2 separate regions of the Drosophila melanogaster genome follow, and region 1 is linked to region 2. The links are chromatin contacts, called in public Hi-C maps. All regions are on one chromosome and are shown on one strand. The core of a region is the stretch at or near the end of the contact, and the rest is flanking DNA. Distances in the headings are between cores, read along the strand shown. Region 1 overlaps Eip75B (Ecdysone-induced protein 75B). Region 2 holds the start of Crtc (CREB-regulated transcription coactivator).

What was found. Hi-C and Micro-C count contacts between places; a contact is called where the count stands out from the background.
Region 1: a Hi-C map of the Kc167 cell line shows a contact between it and region 2, with 1.9 times the contacts expected there. A contact is called at or near these places in 5 of 107 Hi-C or Micro-C datasets (the Clone 8 cell line, the D17-c3 cell line, the Kc167 cell line and 1 more).

Annotation. Positions count from the first base shown.
Region 1 is chr3L:17,964,665-17,968,706 of dm6, reverse strand. The region is part of intron 5 of Eip75B (Ecdysone-induced protein 75B); the gene reads left to right. Among named protein-coding and RNA genes, the nearest start is that of lncRNA:CR45921, 15 kb to the left of the region's middle.
Region 2 is chr3L:17,667,297-17,671,067 of dm6, reverse strand. It overlaps Crtc (CREB-regulated transcription coactivator), which reads left to right and starts at 1,834. Exons shown (of 2, transcript NM_001300172.1): 1 at 1,834-2,961. It also overlaps sncRNA:641.

The sequences.
Region 1 (4,042 bases), core at 152-2,651, 300 kb before region 2:
CCACGTTCATTGACTTCTCGCTGGGCGGCCATGTTTGCTGTTTGCAGTGAAAACGAAAACGAAAGTGGTTCATGCGTGTGTGTGTGTGTGTGTGAGGGAGAAAGATGGGGATAGAGCGGCAAAGGGAGACGGGGATACGCTGTTTTGTAGGCAGCACGCAGACGCGGCCTTTGTGTAAAATATGTAGTATTTGTTGGTGCCTTCGATGTTGTAATTGATGGATTAGATTTTGATATTTTTCGAATGTGGAGCGCGCGTGTGAGGCAATGGGAATGTAAAAAATAGGCAGACACAAAATAATAAGCTATTTACATCATTATTGTGCTTAGTATATGTTTGTCAAATTGTATTAATCAGCAAAGCTTATTGTCTATAAGGAGCCACAACGCCTGATTATTTTCATATTTTTCCCAAATCATCCCCTCATTAATGTTGACTACTAGTTTTATGCTTTTGCTTACCACCACCAAACATTAATGGGCTATGCTGTCACCATTTAAATGCCATCGTTAATTAGCCACTAACCTAGAGCTGAGCGCAATAATTTTTTAGCAAATCCTTGAACTAGTTCTGCGCCTAGAGCAACCTAAAGCTGGTGCCAAAAATAAGTCATGTGAACCGAGCAAAAATTCGACCGTCAACCAAATAAACAGCAAACTCGAACTCGGCAACAGCAATGAAATGAAATGAAATGAAATCGAAAAAATGAAAGAAAAACAAAGAGAAAAGGCAAACCAACAAATTTCGAATTGTTTATAATAAAAATGACCGTGTGCTATTTAAGCGACGGCGACTGCGCTGCCGGTTGCCTTATCTTTCAAGGAAAATTAAAATAAAACGCACACACCAAAAACACAAAACTAAAAAAACAAAAAAACACAAAAAAAACATCGAGGGCCGCTGATGAACAATTTACAGTTATAAAACAAGAGCGACTGACCTAGAAAACGCCACGAAATAATAATTTATTTTTTGTTTATTAAAAATCACGAAGAAGACGTTGCATACTTTCACTTTTTGGAAAAAACCAAACCAAACCAAAAAAAAAAAACTTGGAATATAATTGGTGGCCATTTCGAAACACTTTCTTTTTCATTTCGTTACATTTCGCCTGCTTTCATAATTTCTTCGCCAGTAATAGGCGCCATTTTGTTGGCGTTGATGTGGTTTTCTGTTTTTCTTTTTTGTATTGCAAAGACACGAAAATAACGCAAGAAATGAAAACGAAACCGAAATTTAGCGCACACAAGCGCCCCCCTTCCCCCCCCCCCCTCGAAAAAGTCAAATAAAATACGTCCCAACAACTCAGCTCAGTTCATTGACCGCCGCTGACGTGCAGCGAAACTGGGTCACCATTGGCAGCGCAGCAGCAGCGCAGTCGCACGGCAGTGAAGGTGGTTGCGTCTGTGTGAGTGACTCGTATCTGTGTGAGCGCCGATAGTAAACAGCGTACAATGTGCACAACATAGTGCAACACTCGTCGTCGTCGCTCAATTTCGCTGCTCATTTTGCATTTGATTTGGCGGATTTGCTTCGAAATTTATTAGTTCGCCGTGGGCTGGCCAAAAAAAAAAAAAGAAAAAAAAGTGGAAACAATAAATCGTTGGATTTTTCTCGCCATACGCGCATATTCCATATATATTGTATTTATTTGTGGTCGCCGTGCTTTTCCTTACTAGCCGAGGCACATGCACATGCACACATGCTGGCTTTTAATTGAAATGAACTTAAATTAGCGCGAGGTTAGGCAAATTGAAAGTAAATATGCGACACGAACGAGTATCGCGATAAAGCCCGCGAAAAAAAGAGGGGTGGAGGTCGATCGAAATATGCTTGGAGATTAGCCGAATAGCAAATATAACTAACTAGCTATGCTACTGTATTTTATATCTCTTGTACATATATCTCCCGATCAAATCGCTGCCTGGCAACTAAGCGTGAAGCACATAGATAACCGCACCTAGCCAGCTACCAACATGCACAGCAGCAGCAATTAGTTGCTGGTGTGTCCGTCGTCCCAAAGGCACATAAAATAATCAAACAATTGTCAATTATCGAAGGCATAGCATTTTTTCCATATAGACACACATAAATATATACATATATATATAAGCGAGCAACTACGACACGCTCGTTGTTGCTGTTGTTGTCGCAATCATTATTATTTTGAGGCTACACACACACACACACACATAGCAGCAATGGCAACAGCATGCATGTAGATTTCGCCTTGCCTCGCCGCTGCGAGTGTTTTGAACTTTATTCAGGTCAATTACAAATACATTAAAGTGCCAGTGCTACACACAGATACTCATGGCAAGCTGTTGACTAAAATAATATTGGAGGCTACACAAAATTTACAATAACAACGAGAACAAGGCGGACAAGGAGACCAGAGACCAGAGACCAGATACTAGAGACCAGAGACCGAAAGGCAAGGGGTTGGGCCTTTGGTAGGAGTTAAACACTTGGACCAGTTCAAGGAGCCTTCGACTCGGCTCATGAGAGTGGGCGCGTTAGTGGGCGGCGCTGGAAACAGCTCACAGCTTCAAGTACAAAATGCTAATGATGACGATGTGGGTGAGGTTCTACATTGAGGTGGTGGGGTCGGGTACTTTGACTGCACTATTAAGGCGGTGAAGGTTTTTGTGAGGCAATCGAAAAGGTTGAGCAGACTGGCTAAAGCTAAATAAGTATGCCGAAATAGAGGATCATCTAAAAGCCTAATGTATTTGGTATGTTTTTTAATCAAGCCAGTACTTTCTGGTAATTTCTTTGGGTCCAATTACTACACTGCTTATACAATTACCTACTATCCATAAGTGAAATCATTTCACGCGTGTCATCCATCGCCGAAAAAAAAGGGAGGATAAAAGCGGCAGAAAGAGAGCAGCGAAAGAAATGCTTCAGCAACGGCAGCTGCTTGACAACTTGAGTTTTGGCCGCCTGCTGGCGCTTCTTTTGCTTGCTTTTTTCTTGGCTTTGGTTACATAAAGTCGTTGCCTGCCTGCCTGCCTTCACCTGCCTCACAAAAGGCAGCCACAAAAAGTTGTTAACGGTGAAATTGCGAAGAAAAGAGCGCCAAAAGCAGCGAATCGAAGAAAGAAACGAAACGAAACGCAACGAAACGCTGAGAAAACAAGGCAAGAGCCAAAAGTGTAGTTGGCTGCCAACGGCGAACGTAACAAACTTGTTTTACACCAGACGCTGGCGTCGCCTACTACGCAAGCTGAACCTTCAAAAGGTTCATTTACCTCTCGCCACGAAGAGCGTTCGTCTGGCGGTAGCCGAGCCGAGCTTTGTGCATGCACACATCCATGTATCTGCATCTGTATTTTACATATATTTTTTTCCCGGGGAGGAGCGGGCGAAATAAAAAATGTACTTTCGCTTTTTTCAATGCCTCGGCGCCAAAAACTAGTTTTCCAGCTCTCAAATCCGGAGAGTTGCTCCGAGAGAGCAGCGTTGCAGCAATATTGCTGCTGCTGCAGTTGCTGTTGCAGTTGCTGCTGCTGCTGCTGCTGCTCTTGGTGTTGCCGCTGTCGCTGCTGCTGCTGCTGCTTCTGCTGCTGTTGCTGGTTTTGGGCCACAGTTAAGCGAGCGACCGAGCCGCAGAGTTCAACGACTCTTGTAAAATTTCTCGAAGGTTTCGCATTGCAACATCCAGCGGCGAGCAGTCGCAACTTGTTCGAAGTCGGAGCTGCATTTGCATGCCGTCTCTCTCTCTCTCTGTCTCTCTCTCTGCCAGCATACGAGTATGCCCCTCTCTTTCGCGTATGTGCTGAATGCTGTTCATTGCACTCGGCCTCGTTTCGTTTCGTTCGGCTGCAATTTTTGCACGACGTCAGAGGCTGAGCGAAACGCGAATGTTTCAAACTGCTGCTGCTTGGGGCACCGGGCACGGGGGCTTGCAGTTTGTCGCCGAGTGCAGCGACTTCTATTTGGGTCAGGCACGGTCATTCGCCTCTGCCGCAGCGACGACTGCGACGGCATTGGCGCGCATTTATTCGAAAATGATTAGACACGAAATGGAATTATTTTT
Region 2 (3,771 bases), core at 585-3,084:
CATATTATATTTCATTTCATATCTATATCGTATACACTTTAATTAAATAAAATATGACTACCAATATATTATTTCCTCGAATCCAATGCTTCGAATTGTTCCTGAGAACCCCTAAATCGAAATTAACTTCAATTAAGTGTCCAAGCTCATTGGAAGAGCTTACCCACTCTTTATGCCATAAAACGTGCTGTAGGAAAATGTTTGGACAAAAAGCCCTAGTAAAGGCAGAGGAGAAATCGGCTTAAGCCCACCCACTGGCGCCCACTAATTCATTTCAATAATTGAGCACCTTTTCGTGGCTGTTTTTTATGGGAGGAAGTGGGCTAGTGGGCGCTCTATTAGTTTTGACATTCATTTGACAGTTTGATGAATGAATTAAGCGCACAAAGGGCGCAAATATTTATGAAAGAATTTGGAATAAATGCACGAAACGAATGGTAACAGAGAAGTTTAAGGAACAAGGAAAAAGGCAAAAAAGGGGCAAATATTTTGAATAGGAATGAAAGAAAAAAAACAGGAAATGTTCTGAGAGATTTCTATCGCTTGCACACAATTTACCTAGTACCTCCTACTTCTTCCAACTTCTCGGCCTTATTCTTGGCCCTCATTTTTATTTCTCCATTTCCTTGTCGGCCCTTAAATGTCTTCGTAACCCCGAGGCCGCCAATTTGCTACCAATTCCTGCTTCAAGTGTCTGCGAGAAGAAAAATTTTCTCCATTCGCGGGAACGAAAGAGAAAAAGAGAGCGTTTGGCAGATTCGTATCGTGGAAAACAATTTTAAATGGCGCACACAAAATGCCGGAAACCAGACACAAAATGTTAACGGAAAGGGAAACAGACGTTTACACACACACACAACAGACACCCGCACGCACACACGCGAACGCAAAAGCCCATTTGAATGTGTTGGTTGATGCAATTTAAGCGCCCAAAAACGAAATCCAAATCATTTTTGATGATTTATCTTAGCTTCTAATGGGCATATTAAATTGCATTTCATTTTATATGATTGCTCCGCTCATTTAATATGATGGATTAAGAACTTTTGAATTTAATATACATTAATTACGCTTGCAGAATAACTAATGCAACCACACAATTTGCTTTGTCAAAGTCAACAAAACGGAGAGTTTGAGACAGCATATTAATAATAAAATTTGTGTATGCCTTTTTAATGTAAGTTATTTATTTCCATGGAATACAACACATATAATAAATGTAAATTATATAATTACTATTTAATTATATCAAATCAATATTTATTTTTAAAATTCCGTTGCGAATCTAAATTAGCGGAGACACCATACCATATATTGGACTAAATGACAAGACACCTTACCAAGCGACTAAAAGTGAGGACTCGAACCGATTGCACGGCGATTAACATCGAAACCCAAGATATAATATTTTCAAAAATATATTTCCCTTTAAAAAAACAAACGTTCTGTTTATTCTGTAAATATATATACCTTACATACAAATGCAGTAATCTGATTAATACTGACAATTGATAATTAACTTATGTTACATATCATATTGGTTTAGCCCACTTTATCTTTCATCAGTAAAAAGTAAACTTTGATTAGTTGTTACGCTCTTAGCTGTATTTTTTATTTAATATGATGCACTTAAAAAATGACTTGAATATCATATACGTGCATTTAAATAAAGTAGAAATGACAGCCCTGGCTTTAAATATCTGGTGGAAATTCCCACACATCACCTGTTCGCTGTTCAGCAATGTATTTTGTCTCAACCAAATTCTGGCCACACTGCATGGCTGCCAATTTCAAACTCGATAGCCGATATCTTCCTAGTATCGGAGAACGATGGCCCCGATAGGTTCATACCAATACACCTCCTGATATCGAAGAAGCAGAGGAAAATATGAGAAAAAGTGGAAAAATAACAAAACAAACGTGGAAAAAACGTTGAAAAAGGCGACGCGCAATTGCTGTACAAGTGCACGACTAACACGCGATTAAAACGGCGTGCGAGGAAAAGCGGAAAAACCACAGAACAAAGCGAAAAAGTGAAGAGCCATCACAGCGACGAAGATGAGCGAAGAAGAAGAAGCAAGGCAGCAGCAGCAGCAATAATAAGTTGTTCTCTGTGCGAGTGAGAGAGTGCAGCAGAGCAAAATAGGGGCATAAAAAACGCGAAATAAACGAAAATAAGAATACGAGATTGCTGCGGAGTGAGTGTGCACAACAGTAGAAGTCCCGTTGCCCGCAAAAATCCACAGTCCCGCGTGTCAGTGTGTGTGCGCGCGTGTGTCCGTGTGTTGGTGAGCTTTTCCATTGGTGTGCGAAAAACAAAAGCCAAAAAATCGGGGCAAAGAATATATAGAAATCAAGGAAATGCAATATAGAATCGGCCGACGCCGCCGCTTTTGCTGCGTGCTGTAATCCCAATTGGACACCCAATTAGAGGCACACTCGTCCGCCTAGCAGTGTGTGTGTGCGTGTGTCTGTGTGAAAAGAGGTCAAAGGCGCAACGAAAGTTTTTCACTTTTCATGCGGTAACCAAAAAAATAGCGCAAAAAGTGCCAACCAGCTGAGAGCGCAAAATAAAAAAAAAACAACGTCGCAGTTTTGCGTTAAAACAATAAACCTCTCGAAGTGTGCGTGCGCGTGCGGCTGTGTGTGTGTGTGTAAGAGCGAGTAGAAATAACACAAAAAAAACAATCAGTTGTTAAAATAATCCCCCAGCAAACCGATTTTTGGATTTAACAACTCTCGGCTCGCAAACAACTCAAAATCAAATCTGGTTTTATTAAGCGACGCAAAAAACACAAAAAAATAACGCAAAAGGTCATAACAATAACAACAAATAAAAAGCGCCAAAAACTTAATTCTTCTATATGAGATTTTAATCAAGCAAGAATCCAATTTGCATAGCACAAGAGCGACAGAGAGAGCAAGAGATCCAATCGGAGTTAGCGGCGAACGAGAGAGAATGTAAGTTACGCCCTCGCCCGCCCCCTCTTTGCAGTTCGTTTTGTTTTTGCCGCCTCTTTGCTTCACACACGTTTCTGCAAATCGCTTTCCCCCTCCCTCTTAGTTTTCTTTTCAACTGTTGCGGTTGCGCCGCGCGATAAATAAACAAACATCGAAATTATTCAAAAATTCCAAGGAACGCGAGTGGCTATAAAAAAAACTGCTGATAAGGGTTTCCCAGGAGTGTCTCCCCGTGTCGAGGGGAGAATGATAATGGGAGAGAGATATGGAAGGATAAGTGGGGAGAAGAAGGAACAACGAGAGAACAAATGGGCCATTCACACTCAAAAATTGGCACGGAAAGAAAAAATAACTTACTTTTTGTTTCGAAATATGCTGACCAATATAATAATAATTCCATAAAATTATAACATTTTATTTTGAGACCTTTAATTGTGCTTAACAAGCCAAAGATATATTTCATTAAATACCATTATTTTTAAAGTTTTATGTTCGTAAATTAACAAAATTATAATTAATTTGTATTCAACGTGAATAAGTGGGGCTTTACAAAGTATAGTATTGTTTATCTGTTCTTATCAAAAAATTAACAAAATTATAATTCATTTGTATTCAACATGAATAAATGTGACTTTACAAATTATAGTATTTGTTTATCTGTTCTTATCGATTAAATATACAGCTGTTTTTTCCTGTGGTAAATGACCACCATTTTTATCGGCCGCAATATATTAAATAATTATTAAATGTCATTATCGATTCGTGGGAATATTTCCGCTTTGCCCAACAGCACCCCTCCCTTTGATTGCC